3 separate regions of the Zea mays genome follow, and all the other regions are linked to region 2. A link is a contact called in public Hi-C data. All regions are on one chromosome and are shown on one strand. The core of a region is the stretch at or near the end of the contact, and the rest is flanking DNA. Distances in the headings are between cores, read along the strand shown.

Region 1 (4,070 bases), core at 780-3,279, 580 kb before region 2:
TGAGAGGAAAAGCATTATCAGTATAACCAACAAATCCTACCATAGATTGTTACATTGGCATTAGAGCTTGGTTTTATTAGGTCAAGATGCTTTCCAGTTGCCTCAGAGAAAGTCCAACCTGATAAAACAATAGAGATAATCTTGAGATCCATGTGAATCCATATTCCATAAGTACAAAAATTTATCTCCCAAACTTCGTTCACCTGTAGGCCGAAAAGCCAGCACAGCTAGGAATCTTCCATTAAGAGTCTCCAAGTACTTCTTCAAGTTCTGGCAAATATTACATTGTAGTTAGAGAGCTTCACTTGCTGAATTAGTATAATTCATTTGAGATTCATTTCCAAACCTCATGATTTATAGATCCAAGGGGCAGAACATGAAGTGATGAACTTTGATTGCATGAACATAGCCTTTTGGACAAATCTGGCCAGCCAAATGAGTAGAGAATCCGCCTTCTCGATGCATCAGTGTATATATGGGCCTTTCATGAATATATTAAACAGAGAATAAGAATGTCTGCATGTTGCAAAATCAATAGTGAAGCTCAAATGTAAAGTACCTCTAAAGCTTGGGAAATTGCTAGATACACATTCTCTTTCCCAATGCTATATGCCCCAACAACAATGAGGGTTTTTGGTTGTTTCTTTAGATATCTTCGAGTGGTTCTCACAACAAAATCAATAACATCCTCCTGGGGTGGGAACCTATAGTTTGCCATGCTCAGCAAAGTACAGATGAAAGAGAAAATTCCTAAAACTTGAGGGTCGTATACCTACTTGTACTTGGGATTGCAATATGTTGTGTCCAGGTAAACCAAATTTACTCGGCCTCTCTGGAGAAGTGGATGCGATTGCATAGTTTTTGATGCTCTAAAATCCCCAGTGTGGAGACAGGTCTTTCCATCACTTAGTCGGAAGTGGATTAGAGCTGCACCAGGGCAATGGTTGGCCTCCAGCAAGGTAACTGTCACTCCCTCTATGACATACTCGGTATCAAGCTCCAAAGGACAGATATAGCTGCATTCATTGATTTGAATACATGTTGCTGGTGCACGAGAAATCACCATGAAAGAATTCACAGGGGGGTGGGGGGGTGGGGGGGGAGAGAGAAGGGAGCCTTACTCGGAATTTACTGACAAGCACATCTTCACTAGGCGTGCAGTGAGTGCAGAACAATAGATGGGGCCATGGCACCATTTCTTGGTTAATCCACCGTAATGGTCATGATGAAAGTGGCTAAGGAAATAGGCCGAGCACCCCTCAACTTGTCCATACCGAAATGCATCCACCGTGAATGGTGTGCCTAGGTTTGCAGGTGCATGACAGCATGAGCGAAATTGGCAAATTAGAAAATTGATGGCAACAGCAATTCAACGTATAACAAACTCATTCCTCAGTGGCTCAGTAGGCAGTAGCTCCACCAGCCATATATCTAAGAGGGTCTAGTGCATTCAAAGACCCCCTAAATTATTATAACAAACTATCAAAGCATGAAACGCAGTAGCCTTTACCAGGAATCTTCTTGTAGAAGGGGCACGCGAGGGGCTTCTTGGCCGCCACCCGCTCCTCCTCGGTGCTTCCTCGCCTCCGCTTCCTTGCCAACAAAGAACCGGAAAGGGAGGAGGAGGGGGAGGAATCTCCAGCCCCGAGACCCTCCCTCTGCGGTCTCTCGATCCCCCATGCCTGGAAGAGGCTCCTCTGCACAAGCGATGAATCCCCAGCCCCACGCCCGTCCCGCCGCGGCTTCTCGATCCCCCACGCCTGGAAGAGGCTGCTCTGCACGGCCGAGCCGCCTCCTCTCTCCTTCACACCGGGTGCCCTTCTGGGCGGCCCCAGCGGCGGAGGGGCGCGTAAGGAGGACCAGTCGGTGCCGCTGCGGTAGAAGTCCTCCGCGAAGCCGCTGCTACAGGCAGCGGGGGAGGAGGGTAGAGCCGGGAATCCGTTGTCGTCGAGGTCCGCGGGAGAGGGCAGGGGGCAGTCGACGGTGGCCATGGGAGGTGGGTTCGAAGGGAACGTATCAGTGTGCATTTGTTGGTCTTGCTAACCGGATGGCCAGATGGGCCGTATCCAGTAGAAACAATCTATTTAATAATGACCGGCGTATTTAATAATGACCGGCGTGACATGACGTAAAACAGGCTCGTGTCGATTTCACATAAGGGCATGTACATTGGTGTTTAATGTGGAGGCTCTTAAGATGTTTTAATATGTATTTATAAAAAAAATCTTAGAGTCGTCTTTCCGTGAAGAGATGATCTGGCTCGTAAACCAAATAGTAACAGACGCCTCACTCCTCACTGTACGAATATGTCGTATGTTCTATCGATCTGATGTTGTATAAATGCATTTAATTCTGTATTTATTAACAGACTATATTTATAGACACTACATTATACAATAGAGTCTCTTAGTTGCCTCTTTTACTTGGAGAATCGTTTTAATGTCTTTCCACTATACATGCCCTAAGAACCATATCATATTTAGACCTTTTCCTCGGTTCACATTGTAGGTCTGATTTCTACACGATTATATTTTTATTTTTAAATCATTGATATACACACACAATACCAATCCTCCATATACCACAAATAAACTTGGGTTGCACCGGTCAGAAGAGTGCAGCTCTGCTTCTTTCTCAAGCTGACCATGGTTTAAGTCCTCTTCACTCCTTTTTTTGGTTATTTTCGCAATTTATTCACATTCTGTTATAATGGGCCGACATGCTAAATGTTAACTCGTCATGGTTAACAGTTTGCAGTGTCGTGCCTGGACCGCAACTACGGCACTAATATCGACCCAGTACGACTCGATTAGCTAGTCGGGCCTAACGGGTCGTGTTGATCCGGACCGGGCCGCCCGTTTGGCCACCACTAGCTTTTACTTTAGAAAGGTCAAAAGGTTGGTCAAATAAGCGCAAACTCAAAGATGTTTTTAATTAAAAGTAGCTATAAATATCTAGAGTTGATTTTCCTTCTATTGACTCGGGTGACTTAGAAAATTACTCACATATATGTCCAACAACTATATAGGAGGGTGGTAGCGTATGTGACATAGGTGTCTTGTATGGCAGAAAAAGTGTATTTTCTAATTGTATTAAGGAAGTGGGACCTTGTTTATTAGGGTGGTAAAAGAGATACATATAAACCACTGAACTGCTACCAAAAGATCTGACTCTTTTTAGATATGAAGTAGTGAGCGGGGAACCTTTCTGAAAGTCGCCTAGAGGGGGTGAATAGGGTGAAACTGAAATTTACAAAATTAATCACAACTACAAGCCGGATTAGCGTTAGAAATATAATCGAGTCCGCGAGAGAGGGTGCAAAACAAATCTCAAGCGAATAAAGAGTGTGACACGCGGATTTGTTTTACCGAGGTTCGGTTCTTGCAAACCTACTCCCCGTTGAGGTGGTCACAAAGACCGGGTCTTTTTCAACCATTTCCCTCTCTCAAACGGTCCCTCGGACCGAGTGAGCTTTCTCTTCTCAAATCAACCAGGAACAAAACTTCCCCGCAAGGACCACCACACAATTGGTGTCTCTTGCCTCGGTTACAAGTGAGTATTGATCTCAAGAAAGAATGAGAAAGAAGAAAGCAATCCAAGCGCAAGAGCTCAAAAGAACACAACAAATCACTCTCACTTAACACTAAAGCTTTTGTGGAATTGGGAGAGGATTTGATCACTTGAGTGTGTCTTGTATTGAATGTCTAGCTCTTGTAAGTGGTTGGAAGGTGGAAAACTTGGATGACTTGAATGTGGGGTGGTTGGGGGTATTTATAACCCCAACCACCAAACTAGCCGTTTGGTGGAGGCTGTCTGTCGCATGGTGCACCGGACAGTCCGGTGCGCTAGCCACGTCACCAGGCCGTTGGGTTCCGACCGTTGGAGCTCTGACTGCTGGGCCCGCCTGGATGTCCGGTGGCACACCGGACATGTACTGTAGAGTGTCCGGTGCGCCACTTCGCGCGTGCCTGACTTCTGCGCGCTCTGGCGCGCATTAATTGCTTCTGCAGGTGACCGTTGGCGCGAAGTAGTCGTTGCTCCGCTGGCTCACCGGACAGTCCGGTGTACAC
Region 2 (4,127 bases), core at 1,323-3,822:
ACAGTTGTTGGTGCACTGGACCTCCAAAGGTTTTTACTGATCTCAAATATAGAGCTCTCAGTTGACACAGGACTTCCTTGTGAGGTGGAGAACGAGTCCAATCTTGACATTGATGGAGAAGAAACAATTTTTCTAAAGGAGTTTGGAGAATCTAGTTCTGGTAAAATTTCTTCGCCAATAAGACCATTGCAAATGTTTGTATTTGCCAGTGTGAAATTTGCACTAATAGCAGCACCAGATAAACAAGTGAATGAGCCATTTCGTGACCCCATCATGGTATTAGTCCCAAACGTGTTCTTAGGAGAAATGCCATTGCCATGATCATTTTCAGGAGAAAAACTCTGATGAGAATCACAATGGTATCCAAAGCTCACATTGAGATTGCTACAGCTCCTGACAAGGATATCTTCTTCCTCAGAGCTGATGCTGTGATCACTAGTCTCCTTAACAAACAGTTCTACGTCCACCATGTTTTTCTATAATAGTATAACACCAGTGTGACGTAATACTGCTGGAACACTGTTTTCTAGGTTCCGACGCTATTCAAATGCCATGCCAAATACTGCTTCCTTTATACTTGAACGGAAATGCAAACCAAACCTGCAATACTAAGCACAAAATATTTCAAAAAACATGACCTAGCTTATTATCCGAATACACATCATTATTTTGTTGTTAAAACCACTGTAAAAGAACAAAAAAAGGATCAGGCACTCTGATAAACTAATAGCAAGGTGATTGCAAATCAGTATGTCCATCCTACTAAATCTGTAGATCTGTACACAAAAATTGCAAAGGATGGCATCTTAACAACGCAGAGGGATGCTTCTCTAGTTCTGGTCATAGTATTGTTGTGATTGCAGTACAATTGATTCTTTATTTTAATATAAACACAACAACAACAACAAAGCCTTTTTAGTCCCAAACAAGTTGGGGTAGACCAGAGTTCAAACCCAACAGAATCCACAGATTTCGAACACATGAATAAATTTTTCAATATAAATATATATGACAATTCAGAGGGTTCAAATCCGGGTGTTCATCTATTTAGATACTTGTGAATTTAGTACTCTTGTGCATCCCTAGCCAGTGTAGAGGCCAGAACTTAGACTCCTGTCATCTAAATAACCAAGTATTCCTTCCTGCTAATATGGTACTACCTCCATCCCTAAAAGAATGCAATTTTAGGTCTGAACCAGTCAAACTCTCCCAAAGTTGACTAAGTTTACGGAAAATAGTATCACCATTTATTACTTCAAAGATAAAATATGAGAATATATTCCATGATGTATCTAGTGTTAATAATTTGGCATCATAAATATTAATATATTTTATATAAATTTTGCTAAAATTGAGATGAATCGATTGATAAGAAAACTAGAACGCCATTCTTTCTAGGACAGAGGAAGGAGGTTCGTTTGATTATTTTTCCACCAAGATTTAAGAGCGCAAAAATTACATATTAGGTGCCAACACTGTTTGCATTGATAAAATAAGAAAACTCAAGTTTGACTTGTGCAGGTTGTAATATTCATCTGTTCCCACACCACAAACTTTTATACGAGGAATCAAACGCCATCAGGCACAGCCTCCACCTTGAATTGTATTCCCTCCGTTCTTTTTTATTTGTCACGTTTTAATTAAAAAATGAACTAATGGACGACAAATATTCGAGAACGAGTGTAGTAGAAACCTACCCTCTTAGTTCTTATCAAAATTGGATAAACCGGTTCTAAACTCAGTAGTACTTGGGGCTAAATCTATCTCCAGCAGCGTTCCTCATCCCAACCCCTATTTCAATATGACTGAGTAGAGAGTTCGACAAGATCCAACTACAACTAAAGAAAAGAAGGAAACTGGTAGCCTCCCAATCAAGAACGGCATCGTTTAGAGTCAGAGCGTAGAGTGTTGTACTCTTGAGCAAGACAGGTAGGCGGACAGAGAACACAATAACCTGAAGTGAGAAGGGGTTGCTTCGCATACGACCGGAGCACACCGCAGCTAAATGAACTTCACCGCAGCGGCTGTGGCCGGTGTTCCCACAGAAACTAACCTTCTTCTTGGCGTTCACCTACGCAGCAGCACAACACAAGAGAACGGAACACGCGTGAGAAGAATGGTCAGAGAGGCAAAAGCAACCAGAGGCACAGAGACGTACAGATGCATCCATCTAAGTTTCAGAGAGATGGGAACAGGACCAGTCGACGCAGCGCCTGCTCTCCCCCCATTCCTGAGCCCAACCCCCAAGCGCGCAGCAAGCCAGGACACCGGGGCAACTTGCGTCAGGAAAAGCGCCGCCGCCCTTTCTTGAAACGCCCTACCGCAGCATAACAGAACACGAATCAAGAATCAGCATACCGCGCACGTCGACTCAGATTGCAATTGCAGTTGCGTGTACAACTACATACGCATCTACAGAACGCGGACCGAGGGAGGAGAGGGACGATTCGCACGCTCACCTGTCCGCCAATGACCAACCCCGAGCCGTAATCCGAGAAGAGCAGAGCAAGTTGAGGTGGAGGAGTGGCAGGACGAAGACCAGGAGAGGAAGAGACAGCTGCGGTGCGGAGGGGATGGGGGACGGAAATGTGGCGGAAGGTGTGGGCTGCGGCGAATATATTGCGGGCGACGGGGAGAGAGAGAGAGAGAGTGGGAAGCCGGAAGCAACAGACTCACCTGGTTTTTCGTTGTTTTTGTTTTGGGTTTTTTTAGATGAGATCTGACTGCTTCCTGTGATCTGATTGGATATACCAAATCTAACCATGCCACCTCGATAATGTCACGGCTGTTTCTTCTTCACCCTTTTCTGCGCCCGGGCCCCGGGGTAAACAAACTAGTGTAGTGGCCTGCATGCGCGCAGGAACTGCGTTTGTCCCCAGACGGCTGCTCTTGCGCTGTAAAAACCAAAAATGAACCGACTCGAAATGTCAGTTTTCAGTTTCAAAACCTCAGAAGTTCAGCTCATTGGAGAAGCTAAGAGCTACTTTTAGAACGGATCAATTTGCCTTATGAAGATCGATGTATATATACACAGATAATAGAGTAATTAGTCAATATCTGTAAATTTAGTGCTAATTAATATCTCAAAAATACAACAAAAATATCAAGTACACTTAGGCTCTAGTAAGTATGAATTATCATTCAATAGTGACTTAGTGACTATATAGTCTAACTCCTTTAGTACTAAAATATTTAACGTAAATAATATTTATCGTGAATATCTAGATGAAGTTGTAAGATGAAGACTGTTACAAATGGGTCTATGGGCACGATCGATAGCCTACAGTCTAGAGACTCAGCAATCGAGATCAAGAGGCCTACTGTCAGAAGCTTTTCGCAAGCATAAACATGACAAAGATCTTATTGGAATAAGGAGATATAATCGAGATCCTAAAAGATATAGCAAGATACTATCATATAAGGAATAATGCACATGTAAAGATAGAGTTCAACTCACATATGACTCAGTACCGAATCGATCACGATTCCAAATAGGTAATCGACACGGTGTCTATCCTGTAGTCCACTGCCCCTTGGTATATAAAGGGAGGGATAGGGGAGCTCCTTGGGGGAGATCACATCAAATTGCATAGCAATAGATACCAAATACAAATAGGACATAGAGTATTATCTCACATCGAGAGCCCAAACTTGTATAAATATGTGTGTCTCGCTTTCGGTCACGTGACTTACCCTATATAATTGCTATCGAACAATCTTTGATAGTTAGCGTGCTAAGTAAGGGAAGTCATGCTTACCAATAGAGAGTTGATGACAACCATGAGTTTTGCATCGGGAGCAGAATTCATCTTCAGTATCGTGAGATTCATCGCCGACTCACTCAAAAATTTTAGGGCCATCCTAGACCTTCCGATGATTTTGGCATCCTTTGGTCAAGAGTTTGAAGATTAAATCTCCATCCTAGTGAATTCTGGTAGGTCTGATCATCAGACAATGACTTAGACTCGGGCTCAACTTCGACCTTAACTTGGACTTGGACTCGAGTTTGAATCGGACTCTAACTCTGACCCTAATTCAGACTTGAGCTTGGACTTGGATTCATATGCTCTATTTGAAGGTCGCTTCGTGTTCATGGATGACTCGATGGATGGACACCTGTATGGTCA
Region 3 (4,242 bases), core at 298-2,797, 620 kb after region 2:
TCGATTTGGCTCGACCGAGTTTGAGCTGGCTCGACTCGACTCATTAAGCTAACGAGCCACAGAGTTAGCTCGAGGTGGCTTGTTTAGCTCGCGAGCTAAAGAATATATATATATCATAATTAATTTCTAGTTAGCTTTAAACCAATTTAACAACAGAAAATAGTTTAACATACCACAGCAATATCATCATATCAACACGAGTCATCACGCATTAGTTCATCATAAATTCATAATTTTTACACATGTTCATTAGTTTAACCTATATTCATAGTCGAACATACCAATTTAACATATAGACATAGTTTATTAATCATCAATTTAACACATAGACCATAAACGCTATATATACATATAACATATTCACAAATTTATACGTAAATAATATCCATATAAATTCATTTTAATGAAATATTATAATTTGTTGAAGTCGCTAGCTGGCTCGTTAACAAATCAAACTAGAATGTCAGCTCAACTCATAAAAAATTAAGGGTGTGTTTGGTTGCCTGCATATGGTTTGGCCAGACTCAAGAGATACAACTTTCTTCTGTTTGGTTGCCTGATCAGCCTCTTCAGCCTGGCTCGTGGGATGCAAAGATTCCTCTTGGGCCTGGCTCCCGAGATACGTAGGAATTGGCCATTTCTCCAGAGTCAGGCTCTGCCGGTGCAACCATTAGTCTTTCCTAATGACAGATTAACGTATAATTAGTGTCTATTAAATAATTTTAATTTATTTAAAAGTGGATTAAGGCTTTGTATGACATATTATGACTATTGCAACATGATCACATGAAAATATAATAAAACTTTATAGCTTTTAAGCTCATGCATCAAGCATTTATGCAAGCAACCAAACATCATCTCGCATAGGCCATGCTAAGCTCATACAGGCAACCAAACATAGGGATATTGCATGCTCTCGGCCAGACTATCAAGAGCCAGGTTCCCTAGATACGAGCCAGGCCCACCCATCCAGACAACCAAACAGGCCATAAATGAACCGATCGAGCCGAGCCGACCCAAGCGGAGACGGTCTGGAAACGAGCGAGCCATGAGACAGACTATTTCGTCCGGCTCTACATATTCTATATATTAACCGTGGGAGCAAGGAAGAACAACCAGACCATCCACGTCACTATATATTTTTCAGCCGTCGGATCGAGCAACAACGGTCCTCGAATCCTTCCGCCCTCTCCGTGGCGCTCTCCGTGTCTGGACGCTTCCAGGAGCTACGTAGACCTCCCACGGTCCCACCTCTCCATTCATCGCTTCCGTGAAGCTCGAGCCCCATCGACCCCCGACTAACCGGCGCTTGGGCGTAGCAGTTCCGACCGCTCCCCCCGTGGGCCGCCGTCGCCCCACCGTCTCCATGTCAGTTTTCAGCGCTATCCACCATGCCCTCCTTCGCCCGTCAGCTCGCTGAGCAGACCTCCCAGATAAGCAAGCCCTGCCGCCGTCCCCGGAAGCCGTTGCTGCATCGCCCTCGGCAAAGGATGTGCCGCTCCTACCCGACGCGGGAATGCGGCACTGGGCCGCGTGCGGGCGGTTTGCGCAGTGCAGCGGGTCCTTCCGCGGTGAAGTCGACCGGGCCACCGCCGAGGCCTTCCTCCTCACGAGGCTCCCAGTGATCCTCCTCCGCTACCTCGGGTACGCATTCAACTCCGCTTCTCTGACTGCCAATTGTACTTTGCTTTGTTGTGCCATCCATACCCCTTTAGGAGTCAAGATATTGCCGAGGAAAGAGTGTCAGCTGCACTCTAGAAAACACAGGTACAAATATTCACAATCAGAAAAAACAGAGAAGTCATAAATAATGTTTTCTCAAACCGAAACTTAGTACCACTGATAAATTTAGTACTGATACATAATTATAATTGTTCGTAATAGTCTTCCAGGTTATCAAAGTAGAGACATGCATGTAACTACATAGAGTTCAAGCCAGAAACAGACATAAAAATGGCACCATGGAATGCGTCAAATTGGAATACAGTATCAGTAACTTTGACACTTCATGTGGTGCCTCTTCAAATGTCCTGTACACTCAACCTAGCATCAATGAACACTATCATTAATTATCACAAAAGTAAATATAGGAACTGTCGAACTGCAAATACTAATGTTAATAGAAAATAATACACTGCACACAATATCATAGCCAGCATCAGACTACCAAACCGAGAGAATCAAATTTGCTTACTAATAGGCTAGAGTGTTTCTCAACCAAGATCGTTGTATAGAATATCACATAAGATTGCTTACTAATACTCTCTGTACAGTTTGATTATTGTTAATATAGTTCAAGGCATATGTGAACAGGCATCACACAATATAAACCTATAATTTATGACTTCATCTATCCCATTGAAGTATTAATAAAGCCATATGTCCCATCATATTTTGCTATTTTAATGATGCAGGGTTGCAGAAACTATTAATGACGCAGTTGAATTTGTTCATCAGAATTTCATAGAAATGAATAAACTCTAGGTCCGAATGTAGCATCTGGTATGTCGCAGGCTTGAAACATAAGTTAGAATCTGCCTTTGTTCCTTAATTCTTTACCATGCCACGTGAATGAGACTGTGATTAAATCCATTCTCAGGTTCGCCATCCTATATGATACTGAAAGCAATATTGGAATTGCGTGATCCGGTAACTCAGCGTCATCTGGATAATCTACTCAAATGTATTTCTTAAGTCATGCAAATTGGAATTGTTTTTTTAATCTTCTTATATGTAGGTAATAACCTTCATCTCCTAAGTCAAATTGAAGGCGTTGACCTTGATACATACAAAGAAATTGTTTTTCTTAAGTAAGATGATTATGATAAATTAGATTGTTCAATGTATTGCAAGAAAATTAATGTATTTAAACTGTATAAAGCGATCACGACTCGCGCAAGCCGCGAGCACGACACTAGTGACACATGAGCTGGGGACGGGAGCGAGAGATTATACCTACCTTGTAAGCTCCAGCCTATTGCTCGACAGGCTTCCCAGTTAAGAGATACCTTTCTCCTGCGATTACCGAACCACTCGCTTCTTGTCTAATGCCCGTCGCTGTCACCAATTCAGCATAATGCCAGTGCTGCCGTTGCTGTCCGCAAAGCCATCCCCTCCCTGCACGCCCCCTCGGCCCGGTGGTGAGTGGTAGGCGGCCGAAGAATTCCAGGGTGGGTGGGGAGCGCCCGGACCGGAGACAAGGAAGATCGAGGCATGAAGGACCTGGTGTCGTGCTTCAGCGAGCACGCCGTGCGGATCTCCGACGTGGCCTGCTCCGGCTCCGGTCCCGCCAATGCGGCGGCGGGCGCCCCGGAGGCCGGAGGAGGAGGGCGGGCGCCAGCGGTGAGCGCGGTGACCACCGCGTACCGGTCGCGGCTGTCGGCGTCCGGGAAGGAGCTGCTCATCGACGTGACTTGGTCATGGTCTCGGGCGCCCGACGGGCCCGCGCTCTCCGTCGCCGTCCACGAGGCGGACGCCGTCTCGCGCCACCGCGCCGCCAGCGGCGCCGCGGCGCCGCGGCACCTGCACAAGAAGAAGGGGAGCGGGACGTTCACGGCGGGCAGCTGCGTGGTGGGCGTGTTCTGGGACTACGCCGCGGCGCGGTACGGCGCTGGCTCGGGGCCCGAGCCGACGTCCGGGTTCTACGTCGCCGTGGTCGCCGACGCCGAGTTCGTTCTCCTGCTGGGCGACCTCAGCCGCGGGTACGTGGACCGCCTGCACGGGGGCATCCCGATCGCCGGGTCCCGGATGGCGCGGCGCCGGGAGCGGTTTGTCGGGTGCGGGCGCTGGTCCACGAGAGCCCGGTTCTTGGAGTCCGGCGAGGAGCACGAGATCGGCGTCGCGCTGCTGGACGGCGACGCGGAGGCGTGGGTCACCGTGGACGGCCGCAAGGTCGTGCAGCTCCGGCGGCTGCGGTGGAACTTCCGCGGCTGCCACACCATCTTCCTCGACGGCGGAGCGCCAGTCGACGTGACGTGGGACCTGCACGGCTGGCTCTTCCACGCGGGCGCCGAGTCGCCCCAACCGTCCTCCACTTCCCCCTGTGCCGTGTTCACGTTCCAGGCGCGCGGCGCGTCGGAGACAAAGCTGTGGACGGACGACGATTGCTTCGACGACGGAGAGGAGGCGGACAAGCTGCCGGTGACGCCGAGCGGTCGGCAACAGAAGGCGGGAGGCGGTGGGGCGTCGGGGTCGGGGCAGGGGTTCTGCCTGCTGATCCAAGGCTCCAGGAGCTTTTCCATG

Evidence for each region. Hi-C and Micro-C count contacts between places; a contact is called where the count stands out from the background.
Region 1: a Hi-C map of endosperm shows a contact between it and region 2, with 2.3 times the contacts expected there. The contact joins the promoter of LOC100192920 here to the promoter of LOC100274745 in region 2. A contact is called at or near these places in 3 of 25 Hi-C or Micro-C datasets (bundle sheath, ear and endosperm).
Region 3: a contact with region 2 is called in a Hi-C map of leaf, with 2.8 times the contacts expected there. The contact joins the promoter of LOC100274870 here to the promoter of LOC100274745 in region 2. A contact is called at or near these places in 3 of 25 Hi-C or Micro-C datasets (bundle sheath, ear and leaf).

The regions. Positions count from the first base shown.
Region 1 is chr10:114,997,528-115,001,597 of Zm-B73-REFERENCE-NAM-5.0, forward strand. LOC100192920 reads right to left here and starts at 2,030. Exons shown (of 9, transcript NM_001358495.1): 1 at 1,511-2,030; 2 at 1,122-1,302; 3 at 777-1,016; 4 at 560-704; 5 at 347-481; 6 at 204-270; 7 at 41-118. The coding sequence starts at 2,027.
Region 2 is chr10:115,578,052-115,582,178 of Zm-B73-REFERENCE-NAM-5.0, forward strand. LOC100274745 reads right to left here and starts at 2,573. Exons shown (of 6, transcript NM_001347910.1): 1 at 2,460-2,573; 2 at 2,159-2,317; 3 at 1,955-2,071; 4 at 1-600. The coding sequence starts at 470.
Region 3 is chr10:116,199,262-116,203,503 of Zm-B73-REFERENCE-NAM-5.0, forward strand. LOC100274870 reads left to right here and starts at 1,548. Exons shown (of 2, transcript NM_001365937.1): 1 at 1,548-1,644; 2 at 3,073-4,242. The coding sequence starts at 3,214.